Regions from separate parts of the Zea mays genome. Here region 1 is linked to region 2. Evidence: chromatin contacts called from public Hi-C data. All regions are on one chromosome and are shown on one strand. Each heading gives the region's core, a stretch centred on a gene start, on an enhancer-like site or on the middle of the called end of the contact. The rest is flanking DNA. Distances are from core to core; before and after follow the strand shown. Region 1 holds the start of LOC103647548. Region 2 holds the start of LOC100286241 (heat shock 70 kDa protein).

The links. Hi-C and Micro-C count contacts between places; a contact is called where the count stands out from the background.
Region 1: a Hi-C map of tassel shows a contact between it and region 2, with 2.2 times the contacts expected there. The contact joins the promoter of LOC103647548 here to the promoter of LOC100286241 in region 2. A contact is called at or near these places in 4 of 25 Hi-C or Micro-C datasets (ear, endosperm, leaf and 1 more).

Annotation. Positions count from the first base shown.
Region 1 is chr2:195,633,744-195,640,045 of Zm-B73-REFERENCE-NAM-5.0, forward strand. It overlaps LOC103647548, which reads left to right and starts at 1,537. Exons shown (of 10, transcript XM_023301681.2): 1 at 1,537-2,165; 2 at 2,338-3,000; 3 at 3,238-5,260; 4 at 5,378-5,622; 5 at 5,722-5,880; 6 at 5,974-6,153; 7 at 6,238-6,302. The coding sequence starts at 2,368.
Region 2 is chr2:195,377,379-195,383,583 of Zm-B73-REFERENCE-NAM-5.0, forward strand. It overlaps LOC100286241 (heat shock 70 kDa protein), which reads right to left and starts at 3,852. Exons shown (of 5, transcript NM_001159129.1): 1 at 3,633-3,852; 2 at 3,408-3,475; 3 at 3,231-3,309; 4 at 2,420-2,986; 5 at 899-2,333. The coding sequence starts at 3,704. The coding sequence ends at 1,074.

The DNA of each region.
Region 1 (6,302 bases), core at 287-2,786, 250 kb after region 2:
CGGCCGGATACAGAGTTTCTTTCCAACTTCTAATCCACGTCGCTGTCGTCCGGACTCCGCTGGTGTGTGGAACGACCCGACGATTCCGTCCGGTGCGTGCACGCCTGCCTGCCTGCCTTGCTTGCTTGCGGGCCTCGCCGAAAGCGACGGCGAAGAAAGAGCACCACTCGTCCACTCCAGCCCGTCACGAGGCTTCCCTTCACCGCAGCAGTCCGTGCTGCGTGCCAGCGCGGTCGGTCGGTCAGATTAGACTTGCTGCTGTGGCGGTGAGAGAGCGGCGCGATTGGTGCACTGGAGGGGAATATGACCCGTGCGTGCCTTTGCGGGCAGCGCGATCCCGATGCCATGCGGACGTCAACGTCCTTGTCAGGCAGAATTCTCGTCCACGCACTGTCCAAAAAAACTATACTATAAAAGATCCCGTTTTTCTTTTTGCCAACACAACCGTTAGTAAATCCAGTTTTTTTTTATTGAGATCGGACGGTAACAAAAAAAAAAGTCAGGAACGCAGAAACTTATGGCGCAGAGGCCGGGCCATCCACCCGCAGGGCCCACCGTTGTCGTTTGTGTCGGCCGTCGGCGGAGCGCGCACGCGTGGGAGTCGTCGACGGCGAGACTGTAGCTGAAGAGGTCCCGCGGCAACGCGGGCTGAGCCGATCGCGGCGCCGACGTCCAAGCAGGGGAGAAGCAGGATCTAAAATTAGGGCTGACCAAATTAGATTAAGGAACTGTTAGAAGGATTTTTTACACTATTTACAAGATTATTAGCTAAAAAATAACATGTCCTACATAGTTATAGGAGCATTAGGGGGACATTGCCCCCTGCGTCCAAGCTCGAGCAGGACGCCGAAGGTGAGGACAGACACAGTAGGCACCCTCCGTGAGGTATGGGGGCGACATAGTTTGCGAGGCCCGCCTCCACGGGGCTACCCTGTGAGCCCTAGAGTAGATAATTTTGCTGACAAGTATAGAACACTTCTAGAGTATAAATTTAGAGTGTGTATAGCCTTGGTCTCGATAGTGGAGGAGAAGCCTTCCCTGGAGACAAGGGAGTGGAACACACTATCGCCTTGCGTGGGGAACCGACCCCTGCAACGCCAGCATATGACCCTCTCGGAGGTAGAGGCGTCGTAGGCCGCCACATAATCGCCGCCGACGGCGAGGTCCGCGTAGAGCCGCCCCTACCGTGGTGCCAGTGTGGACGACCACCAGAAGAGGGCACGACACCCCTGTCCGTAGGCCGCACACGAAACCTCGTACCACATAGGGCTCTACGAAGGTGATGATGGACGACACATAGTAGACGGTGTCGTTGAGCTCCACGACACACACGGATGGTGGTGGTGGTGGTCGAGGCGACGAGCGTGAACATGATTGTTCTCCATCCGCGAGCAAGGCTATGGTGAGGAGCAGAAGGAGGGGCGGTTGCGGGGTCATTGGATGGAGGTGGATGAGCGTGCCCCGGTGGCGAACGTTGACATCTACGAGGTGCGACACCGTGTGGGAGAACGGAATTTGGAAATGTGTTATCAAGAACACATTGGGCTCGCTGGGTAGGCAAGTTTTTTTAGTAAGTATAATGGTATATGTAAGTTTCGCTAAATATGTTTAAATTTTTTGTTAGAGCTAGAAAGCGTATTTAGCTCGCTCGGCTGATCGAGATTGTTGGAGTCGATGCAGATGAGGCGAGTCAGTTTGCCAAAACGCGTCGAAATAATTGATAGTTTGCCATTTGAAATGTTGCCTCCTTGCTATAATTACTACTATGACAATGGATTATGGAATCCATAAAATATGGTTCCGATGACAATTTTATAATATGTTTTTTTATAATGATAAATATCAGATTCTGACAAACGCGGCTAAAGTAGCCGCTAACCGCGTCTTGCGATGCGGAATTATACGGCAAGGTTATCGTACTCCGTATAAATTCAGATCCCAAAATGATTTAATGCTAAATCGCGTCCTCAAAAACCTCTCGTTCCGAAAGCGCACACAACAACAGAAAACACGCGCGACGGCCAGGTAGAGACAGATCCATTTCTCACCTTGCCCCACCTCCCTCGCCGATCGGGGTCCCCCGCGCCCAGATCGCTTCTTCGCTTCGGTGCGGAGGTGGCCGAGGGGGAGGAGGAGCTCCCGGATCCGCCCCGCCGTCGTCGGCTGTAAGTGCTTCTCACCCCTCTTGATCTCTCTGCGAGCTCTGGGTTTTGCGTCGTGAAGGTGCTGTTGGAGCCTTGGAAGTGGTTAATACAGAGTATCTCTGATCCCCGATCTGTGTCGTGGGGTGTATGGCTCTGGCGTCTAACAAAGGACATGTTTTATTGTTGTGTGCAGGGTCGTGGCGCGATCCGCGGGAGAGCAGCAATGACGGCGGAGGGGACGGCGTGCAACGGCGCCGGCGAGGCGCTGAAGGCGGAATTCGCGCCGGAGAAGGTGGTGGCCGTGTCCCTGGAGGAGAAGCCGGTCGGGGAGCGCGAGGGCGAGGACGTCGGCGGGCCGTTCTTGATCGTGAACGGCGGCGATTCCGACGGGCACTCCGAGCCTGGCTCAGATCTGGGCAAGGCGCCCGACGAGGACCCTGCATCCGAGGAGGACGACGTGCCCACCTTCAATGCAGCTCCGGACGCGGCCGTGGCCGGAGATCACGGGACCGCCGAAGGGCAAGTTGGTGCTCAGGGTGCGGCACTCGGTGCTTCGTCGGCGGACGGGGGTGATCGTGCTTCCGACGGGTCTGAGGGTAGCGCGGATGAGAGCAGAGGTGACCCAAGTTCCGATTGTGTTGCCGAAGTGGCGCAGCAGGAGGCTGTTGGTGAAGAGGACAGTGGGGCAGCTGCTCTGGCGTCCCGTGAATGCGAACCTACCATCACCAGTGCTGACTCTGAGGCACACTATGTGGATTCTGAGGTTGAAGACAAGGAGGGCACAGTGGATGGTAGTGCTGTTGTTGATGCCGTTGAAGCGGTGGTGCATCAGGAAGCTAGTACAGAGCAGGATGAAGATGCTGCTGTGATGTCCTCTGGCCATGATGATGCCCTAACGTCTCCCAAGTCTTGTTCTGCTGCCGTGGAGTCCGAGGTTATTAGAGAGGATAGCAAAGAACAGAGTATCACTGATGGTGTGGAGCCACAGCAGCAGGGTACAGTTGGGGCAAGTACTTTGGTGGAGAATGAGCATCTTTGTGCCGACATGATGGCTGATTCATTTGTAGCTGCCAATGAGCCTGACAGTCAAGAGGATGCTGCTGTGATGTCCTCTGGCCATGATGATGCCCTAACGTCTCCCAAGTCTTGTTCTGCTGCCGTGGAGTCCGAGGTTATTAGAGAGGATAGCAAAGAACAGAGTATCACTGATGGTGTGGAGCCACAGCAGCAGGGTACAGTTGGGGCAAGTGCTTTGGTGGAGAATGAGCATCTTTGTGTCGACATGGCGGCTGATTCATTTGTAGCTGCTACTGAGCCTGACAGTCAAGAGGATGCTGCTGTGGAGTCCTGCGGGCACGATGATCTGCTAACTTTTACTGAGTCTGGTTCTGCTGACATTGAGTCTGAGGTTTATGGAGAGGATAGCGAACAAAAAGAGAGCAACACTGTTGTTGTGGAGATCGTGGTGCAGGGCGTAGGTAGGGCAGATGTGCTGATGGCAAATGGGCATCTTTGTGCCGACACCCAAGCTGGTTCTTCTGAAGCTACTACTGAGCCTGAGAATCATGCTAATGGCAGCAAACTGACTGATGTTGCAGAATCAGTGGAGGGGGATGCCGGCAGTGGAGAACAGGATACAATGGATTCGTCGCAAACCAATGGGCATATTTATGTTGCCTTGAGTGCTGATTCTTGTATAGTTCCTTCTGAGTCCAAGGCCCATTCCTTTGAGACAGATGGGCAACGAACTGATCAGCTACAAGAGGAAGCTCCAAAACTTGAAGCTGAAGTATTGGAGGGAGTGCTAAAACCAACTGAAAGGAACTGTGCAGGTAGTGTTGAGAAACTCATAGGAGAGGAAGTTGGCACAGATGGGCATGCAAGCATAGGAGGTACAGCTGATGCTTATGGGGAGCAAGAAGCCAAGCCTATGCAGGTAGAAGGTGAAGTCACTTGCGGTATTCTCGAATTTGAAAAAGTGGATAAGGATGGTGAAGAGGGTTTGTGTGATGACTACACGGTTGGTGTTGTTTCTTCTAATGAGGAAACAGAGCTTCCTATGAAGGAAAAAGTAGATGAAGCTGTCCCCAGTGTTAATGTTGGTGGGCCAGAGAAAGTAACTGACAATACAAGCCAAGATACCAAGACAGTTGATTTTATTGATGAAATCACAGCAGAGTCAAACTTTAAAGCTGAAAATATGGTTGAAGTGAAAAGTGCAGCTCGTGAAGTTGACAAAACAGAGGTAAAAGATCTTGCTTTTGCTGATGAGGCTAATGTAGCTCCTTTACACCTTCAACGTGACTGTGAATCTGTTATGGAAACTATAGAGCATGAGAAGGTAGAATTACCAGGTGGTTGTCAAGCTCATGAAATTGTGTATTCTTCAGAACTAGAACCGAAGAAAGAGTTTGAGATGGGGGTTGATGGTGCTGTTCCATTGCAAGGAGCTGCAGCTTCTGTTGCCTCTGTTTTCCACCATGAGCCAATGTCCATTGATTTGTCTGAGAATGATAGCGGTAACCATTCTGGCCCAACTACTGCGTTGGAATCCTGTGACCATGTGCAAAATGAAGAGAGCATATCCCAAGAAATTTCCATGACCACTATTGAGCAACCTATAGCTATTGATCAAGTTGAACCTGTCAACCTGAATGTAGATGAACTTGTGGTTGATGATGATCAACCTGGTTTTGCTCCAAGGTGTGAATCTGCTAGGCTGGATAAACCTGGATGTACTTCCAAAAAGGATGATTCAAATGAGATTGTTGAAGATAGCAAATCACTGGAAAATCAGTTAGAAATTTGCAATGCAGCTACTATGTCTGATGAGTGTTCCTCCAGAAATGCAAATGAAGATCCCTCTCCAATTAATATGTCTGCTGAGTGTTCCTCCAGAACTGCAAATGAAGGTTTCTCTCCAATTAATGAGGCTTCTCATCTAGCTGAGGAGTCTTGCCTTTCAGACAAGTCATACAATGCTATCAGTTATGAAAATGGAAATGGGCCTGCTAAATCTTCTGAGGAGCCTGACAAGTCATGCAATGCTATCATTTGTGAAAATGAAAATGAGCCTGCTAAATCTTCTGATGTGGTTGAAACCAGATGCGTGGAAGGTATGCATCCATTATTTTCTGGGTATCCATATTATTTCTTTAAATGTATTATTCTCCTCAAATGCTAATTATATCTGGCATGGGAGTTAAATGGTCACTTTCATAATTCTTGAGCAGCATTAGCGCCTTCATCTGTTGGCACGGTTGTCACGGCAGAACAGAAGGACAATGGACACCGTGCTTCTGGTGAGTGGCATGGAGATAATGTGCAAGTCATTGGACAACAACAGAAGATCTACATAATTAAAGTTCCAAAGTTTGCCGGTGATGATCTCTGGAATAAGATCCAGGCTGCACAGGCTCACTTAGACCACCTGACCCAGGAAAGAGATGCAATTAACCGTCGTAGGCAAAAGCAAAAGGTAATAATAACCTTCCAAATGTTTTTTTGAACCAAACCTTTAAATGACCATATTTGTTTTTCTTTGCTTCTTATTTTTCTGAACAAAAAAATATTGCAGGCTGTATGTGATCAATACAGGGAGAAGCTTGAGGCAGCACGTAGAGAAGAGCGGGAAGCTAGGACTGCACATGGAGATAAGAAGAATGATTTAAATAATGTACGTTCGGTACTAGGGAAATTGCACCAAGCAAATTCAGCTGAAGAACTTGATGAGCTGGTAAGAATTATGCAATGTTGTACCTACTTTGCTCCCTTCACCTTAAATTGCTTCTTTAAATCTTATTTCATTTTCTTTTCCTTGATGTCTTAGATTGCGAAGAAAGAGAGGACTATGCAACATGAGACCATTTCTTTGAAAGAAGAAAAACTTTTAATTAAAGAGATTAATGAATTAAAAGCCCAACGGAAGCAGCTATCCACCACTATGGGCTCAAAGGCTGAAATCAATGAGGCATTTGACCAAAAAGATCACATTCATGAAAGGCATAAGGTATTGAAAGCAAAAAATTCTAATTGTGCTCTTAATACCATTTCATCCTTTATATATTGACTGGTTTTTCTTTATCATGTCTAGGTGTTAAAGAAGGATTCTGATGTTTTATTGACCAACCTGAAATTCCTAGAGGAAAACACAAGAAA
Region 2 (6,205 bases), core at 2,602-5,101:
CAAGGAGACGAGGGCCTGAGCACGGCATGAGTCTGTCGATGAGGATTTTGTATGCGACGTAGGGAAACATGCTTAAGAAGAACAGGGGGAACATCGAGTATCCGGAGGAGATTGCAGAGTTAGCGGAGCTGTGTGCTTGGAGATGAGTGGTGTGAATAGCCCAACGGTGAAGGATGTTGCAGATAGGCTTGATAGGTTGGGGAAGATCATGCTCATGCCCCCCTCCATGGGGACATGAGAATCCGGAAGAATTGGACAAGTTGCTGTCTACAGCCAACTCGACTGTTACTCCTTGAAATTTCAGCATAGCTGCCATGTGCTTGGAATCAGGGCGTTAGCTTTTTTTTTCATTAAGTGAATGAAAAAGGTATCAGGGCGTTAGCTAGGCACTGTAAATAATATTTCATCTGTCCCAAACTAAAATTGTTTTAATTAATTAATAGATAGATTCATATAATACTTAATGTATGTGTTTTATATATGTGTATAGATTCATTTTCATCCATTTTTTGAATGTAGACATGAAAACCAAGAGCTAAAAACGACTACTGTTTTGGAAAGGAGGAACTATTACATTTCATTACCTCATTCTACATAACAGATAGATACTGCACGCTTCTTCTTTTTTGCTGTAAAATGATTCCGTAGGATCCATATGTTATTCTATTTTTTACATTATAGACATGAATAAAAACGCAAAGATGCGAGCAATATTTCTCCTGGACTTCGTTGCTCAAATGAAGCAACGGATAACTGCAGTGTCCAGTGCATATGCATTGCTGCAATGTGCAGGTAGAACACTGAACTAGCAAAGTATGTTAACCATATAAATAATTCCTATTATCGACACAACCAAGATCAACAAACAATAGTTGAGAGGCCGTCGGGAGTATATAAATGGTTCAATTAACGTATGGGTCCGTTCCCCTCAATTTATCTTATCCGTGACCCAAAATTTGGCAACAAAAATTACAGTCCTCTTAACCCTCACAGAAAACTAAGAAATCGGAGGTAGGTAAGTTTACTTCCTAAATGGGCACATGCAAAAACTAGAGACTTGATGGAGGTTCGACCTACATCTTGGCTTCCTTTGCGTCCTGGTACTCAGCTTCTGGAGTCTGGTCTCCTCCACTGCTGCTGCCGCTGCCGCCAGCGCTGCCGCTGCCGCCACCTTGTTGCATGTGCTCTCCAATCTTTGAAACAGCCTTGTTTGCTGCTTCCAGCTTCTGCTTGATCTTGTCCAGATCGTCCTCAGCCATAGCTGCCCTCAGATCAGAGACAGCAGACTCGATCTCCTTGGTGACTTCAGCAGGGACCTTGTCCTTGTACTCGCTGACACTCTTCTCAATGCTGTAGATCGTGGTATCTGCAGAGTTCTTGAGATCAATAAGAGACTTCCTTTCCTGGTCCTTCTGAGAATGTAGCTCGGCCTCCTTCACCATCTTCTCAATTTCGACCTCTGACAAACCACCAGAAGACTTGATGGTGATTTCTTGTTCTTTGCCTGTGGCTTTGTCCCTAGCTGACACCTTTACAATGCCATTGGCATCAATGTCAAAGGTAACCTCGATCTGGGGCATGCCTCTTGGGGCTGGTGGAATGCCTTCAAGCTGGAACTCACCAAGGAGCTTATTATCTGTAGCCATCTCCCTCTCACCCTGAAGCACCTTAACTCCAACCTGTGTCTGGTTATCTGCAGCGGTAGAGAAGACCTGGCTCTTCTTGGTTGGAATTGTGGTGTTCCTGTTAATTAGCCTTGTGAAGATGCCACCAAGGGTCTCAATACCAAGGGAGAGAGGTGTGACATCCAGCAAAAGGAGCTCCTTCACATCACCCCTCAAAATGCCACCCTGGATTGCAGCTCCCATGGCAACAGCCTCATCAGGATTGACACCCTTGCTTGGTGGCTTATTGAATATCTGAGAAACAACCTCCTGGACCTTTGGTACTCTAGTCATACCACCAACCAGTAGGACCTCATCAATCTCCTTAGCAGAGATGCCAGCATCCTTGAGGCAGTTCACACAAGGGATGCGAGTCCTCTCAATGAGATTGCTCACAAGAGACTCAAACTTAGATCTGGTCAAGGTAATGTTGAAGTGCTTTGCACCAGATGCATCAGCAGTGATAAATGGGAGGTTGATTTCAGTCTGCATAGTGGACGAAAGCTCAACCTTGGCCTTCTCAGCAGCTTCCCTGAGCCTTTGCAGTGCTAACTTGTCCTTGCTCAGATCAATGTTGTCTGACTTCTTGAACTCACTAACCAGATACTCAAGCAGTGCACCATCAAAATCCTCACCACCAAGGAAAGTATCACCATTGGTTGCCTTGACCTGAACAAGGTGTCAGAATTAAGAATTACTACACCAATTTCAACATCTGCATAGAGAATCTGTGCAAGATATGAGAAGAAAATTACCTCGAAAACCCCATTTGATATCTCAAGGATTGACACATCAAATGTGCCACCACCCAGGTCAAACACTGCAATAAGGCCCTCCTTGTTGTTCATTCCATAAGACAAAGCTGCAGCAGTGGGCTCATTGATAATCCTCATAACTTCCAGTCCAGCAATCCTACCAGCATCCTTGGTAGCCTGGCGTTGAGCATCATTAAAATAAGCTGGGACAGTAATAACAGCCTTAGAGACTGTCTTGCCAAGGTAAGCCTCTGCAGTTTCCTTCATCTTAGTGAGAACAAATGCACCAATCTGACTAGGGGAGTACTGCTGGCCACCCATCTCGACCCAGGCATCACCATTCGGCGCCTTGACAATCTTGTAAGGCACCATCTTCATCTCCTTCTGGGTCTGTGGGTCATCAAAAGTCCTACCGATCAGACGCTTTGACCCACGGATTGTGTTCTGGGCATTGGTTACTGCCTGCCGGCTCGCTGTGATACCAATCAACAGGTCACCATTCTGATTCTTGGCAACAATGGAGGGTGTCGTCCTCGCGCCTTCTGCATTTTCAATCACCCGTGGTGTCTACACAAGCAAATCCATCCATCATTTCCTGACTAGTAGCATCATAAACAGAACTCATTGAACATGTACTCAATTTGCAGCAATTTGAAGCTACGTGACGTTAAGTAAATATGATTGACATCTACTACGACATTTACTACGGATGGATACAGCGACACCACATTTACAAATAACGGAAAATGGCATATTTCAGAGTGGACATGGTCACATGGAAGATTTCAGAGTGGACTGGGGAAAAATGTACCTTTCCTTCCATGACGGAGACGCAGGAATTCGTTGTGCCTAGATCGATACCGATGACATCTGTTGCGGCTGGCTTTGTGCTGCATGCAGAACATTAACTTAGGCGCCGCAAAGGCACGAAACAAATTGCCATGGATAGGGAACTACTGATGTCAAAACATCTCCAGTTCGTAATTACCTGAGAAGACGAGCTACTGCTCCAAGCCTGGAGAGCAGAGGAGGTGCTATCCGCTGGGCAACGGGACCCTAATCAATGGCAAAAGCAGGGAACAGATCAACACATCGGATCAATCTAACATCGTTAGGACAGCGCGAAAACGGCAAAACGCCATAAATTGACCTTGACCAAGGCGCACGAACTGCAAGAAAAGAGCAGGTTCACGGGAACAAAGGTGGCACGGACCTGGGCAACGGCAGATGCAAGGGTGTGGCCGGACCTGACCAGCCTCGACGTGACGAGAGCTCCGAAGGCCATGGTTGGTGCTAAGCCTTGTGGGCGGCGGCTCACGGCGGCAGCGTGTGTGGCTCGGGAAGTAGGAGGAGGCGAGATCAGGAAAAACCCTAGTGAACGGCGCCGCCGCCTTCTCTTAAAACCCTCGCGGTCCGCGGCACTGGCTTGGGAGAGGGGAAAGAAATGGTGGCCAGGGGCATTTCTGTGATTTCTCACCAGGGCAAGTCTGTGGCTGACGGTGGGCCACGAGGCTGGGTGGAAGCTTCTAGACGGCATCAACCCGCCACCGTCCGTTGGGCCTGGCTTTTCCAGGACTCGGACTCCAATCGTGCGCCGATCATCGTATATGGTGGATAGATTCTCTCGTCGGTGCTTGAAAAATGGTAATCACTCCCATCTATGGGTCTGTTTAGTTAAACTTTTTTTCTTCTAAGTTTTTTTATAAGAATCTGACTATGTGGAGTAAAAATTATCAAACCAATCGATAAATCCAGCTAACCGACCGATTAATCAGTAATCCGTCCATGACGGTTTAACCATATCACCGGTTTACCCAATTAAATTTGGGATATTTTATAAATTCTGAACAAATTTGATGTCGGCTTTTCTATAAATACTATGGATTGTTTTAAGATATTCCCTGAAACCAAATTTGAAAACACACTACGTATTTTAAACTAAAAATCAAACAAGTTTCAAAAAAATAAAAAGCAATTGATTTTACCGAATAGTCGATTAATCGGTCTTAGTTAGAGATAAACTGGTGGCCTCTAGTAGTTAGGTTTTGAGGATTTTCTTTCTTTTAGCCTCAAATCTTTTAACTTGTGATAACATTTGGGCAATCTTTTCTTTAAACTTTGTGATCTCAATATATTTTATTTGCTAAATGACAAGTGGTTTGATTTCTTCACACGTATTGTCGATTTATCAATTCAATGACCGATTTATCGGTCTTATCAGTCGTGTCGGGGACCATAATTAGGGGTACCCTCAAGACGCCTAATTCTCAGCTGGTAACCCCCATCAGCATAAAGCTGCAGAGGCCTGATGGGTGCGATTAAGTCAGGGATCAGTCCATACGAGTGACTCGATCACGCCTCGCCCGAGCCTAGCCTCGGGCAAGGGCAGCCGACCCCGAGGGATTTCCGTCTCGCCCGAGGCCCCCCTTTAACGGCGGACACATCTCTGGCTCGCCCGAGGCATTGCCTTCGCTAAGAAGCAACCCTGACTAAATCGCCGCGCCGACCGACCGAGTCGCAGGAGCATTTAACGCAAAGGTGGTCTGACACCTTTATCCTGACGCGCGCCCCCCGGCAGAGCCGAAGTGACCGTCGTCACTTCGCCGCTCCACTGACCGGTCTGACAGAAGGATAGCGCCGCCTGCGCCACTCCGACTGCAGTGTCACTTGACAGAGTGAGACTGACAGGCAGTCAGGCCTTGCCGAAGGCGCCATAGGAAACTCCGCTCCGCCCGACCCAGGGCTCGGACTCGGGCTAAGCCCCAGAAGACGGCGAACTCCGCACCGCCCGACCCAGGGCTCAGACTTGGGCTAAGCCCCGGAAGACGGCGAACTCCGCACCGCCCGACCCAGGGCTCGGACTCGGGCTAAGCCCCGGAAGACGGCGAACTCCGCTCCGCCCGACCCAGGGCTCGGACTCGGGCTAAGCCCCGGAAGACGGCGAACTCCGCTCTGCCCGACCCAGGGCTCGGACTCGGGCTAGGCCCCGGAAGACGGCGCACTCCGCTCCGCCCGACCCAGGGCTCGGACTCGGGCTAGGCCCCGGAAGACGGTGAACTCCGCTCCGCCCGACCCAGGGCTCGGACTCGGGCTAGGCCCCGGAAGACGGCGAACTCCGCTCCGCCCGACCTAGGGCTCGGACTCGGGCTAGGCCCCGGAAGACGACGAACTCCGCTCCGCCCGACCCAGGGCTCGGACTCGGGCTCAGCCCCAGAAGACGACGAACTCCGCTTCGCCCGACCCCAGGGCTCGGACTCCGCCCTGGCCTCTGCCGAACAACCTCCGCCTCGCTCGACCCAGGGGCTCGGGCTCGGCCTCGGCCATGGAAGACATACTCGACCTCGGCTTCGGAGGAGCCTCCACGTCGCCCGACCTAGGGCACAGGCCCGCCACGTCAACAGGAAGCGCCATCATCACCCTACCCCGAGTCGACTCGGGCCGCAGAGAACAAGACCGGTGTCCCATCTGGCTAGCTCCGCCAGATAGGCAATGATGGCGCCCCGCTAGCCCTGTGACGACGGCGGCTCTCAGCTCCCTTACGGAAGCAGGGGGGACGTCAGCAAGGACTCAACCGCTCCGACAGCTGTCCCTCCGCTAGGCTCCGTTGCTCCTCCGACAGCCACGACATCACACCAACAGGGTGCCAAGATCTCTCCGGCTGCCACATTGGCATGTACTTAGGGCGCTAGCTCTCCCTCCGCTAGACACGTAGCACTCTGCTACATCCCCATTGTACACCTGGATCCTCTCCTTACGCCTATAAAAGGAAGGACCAGGGCCTTCTTA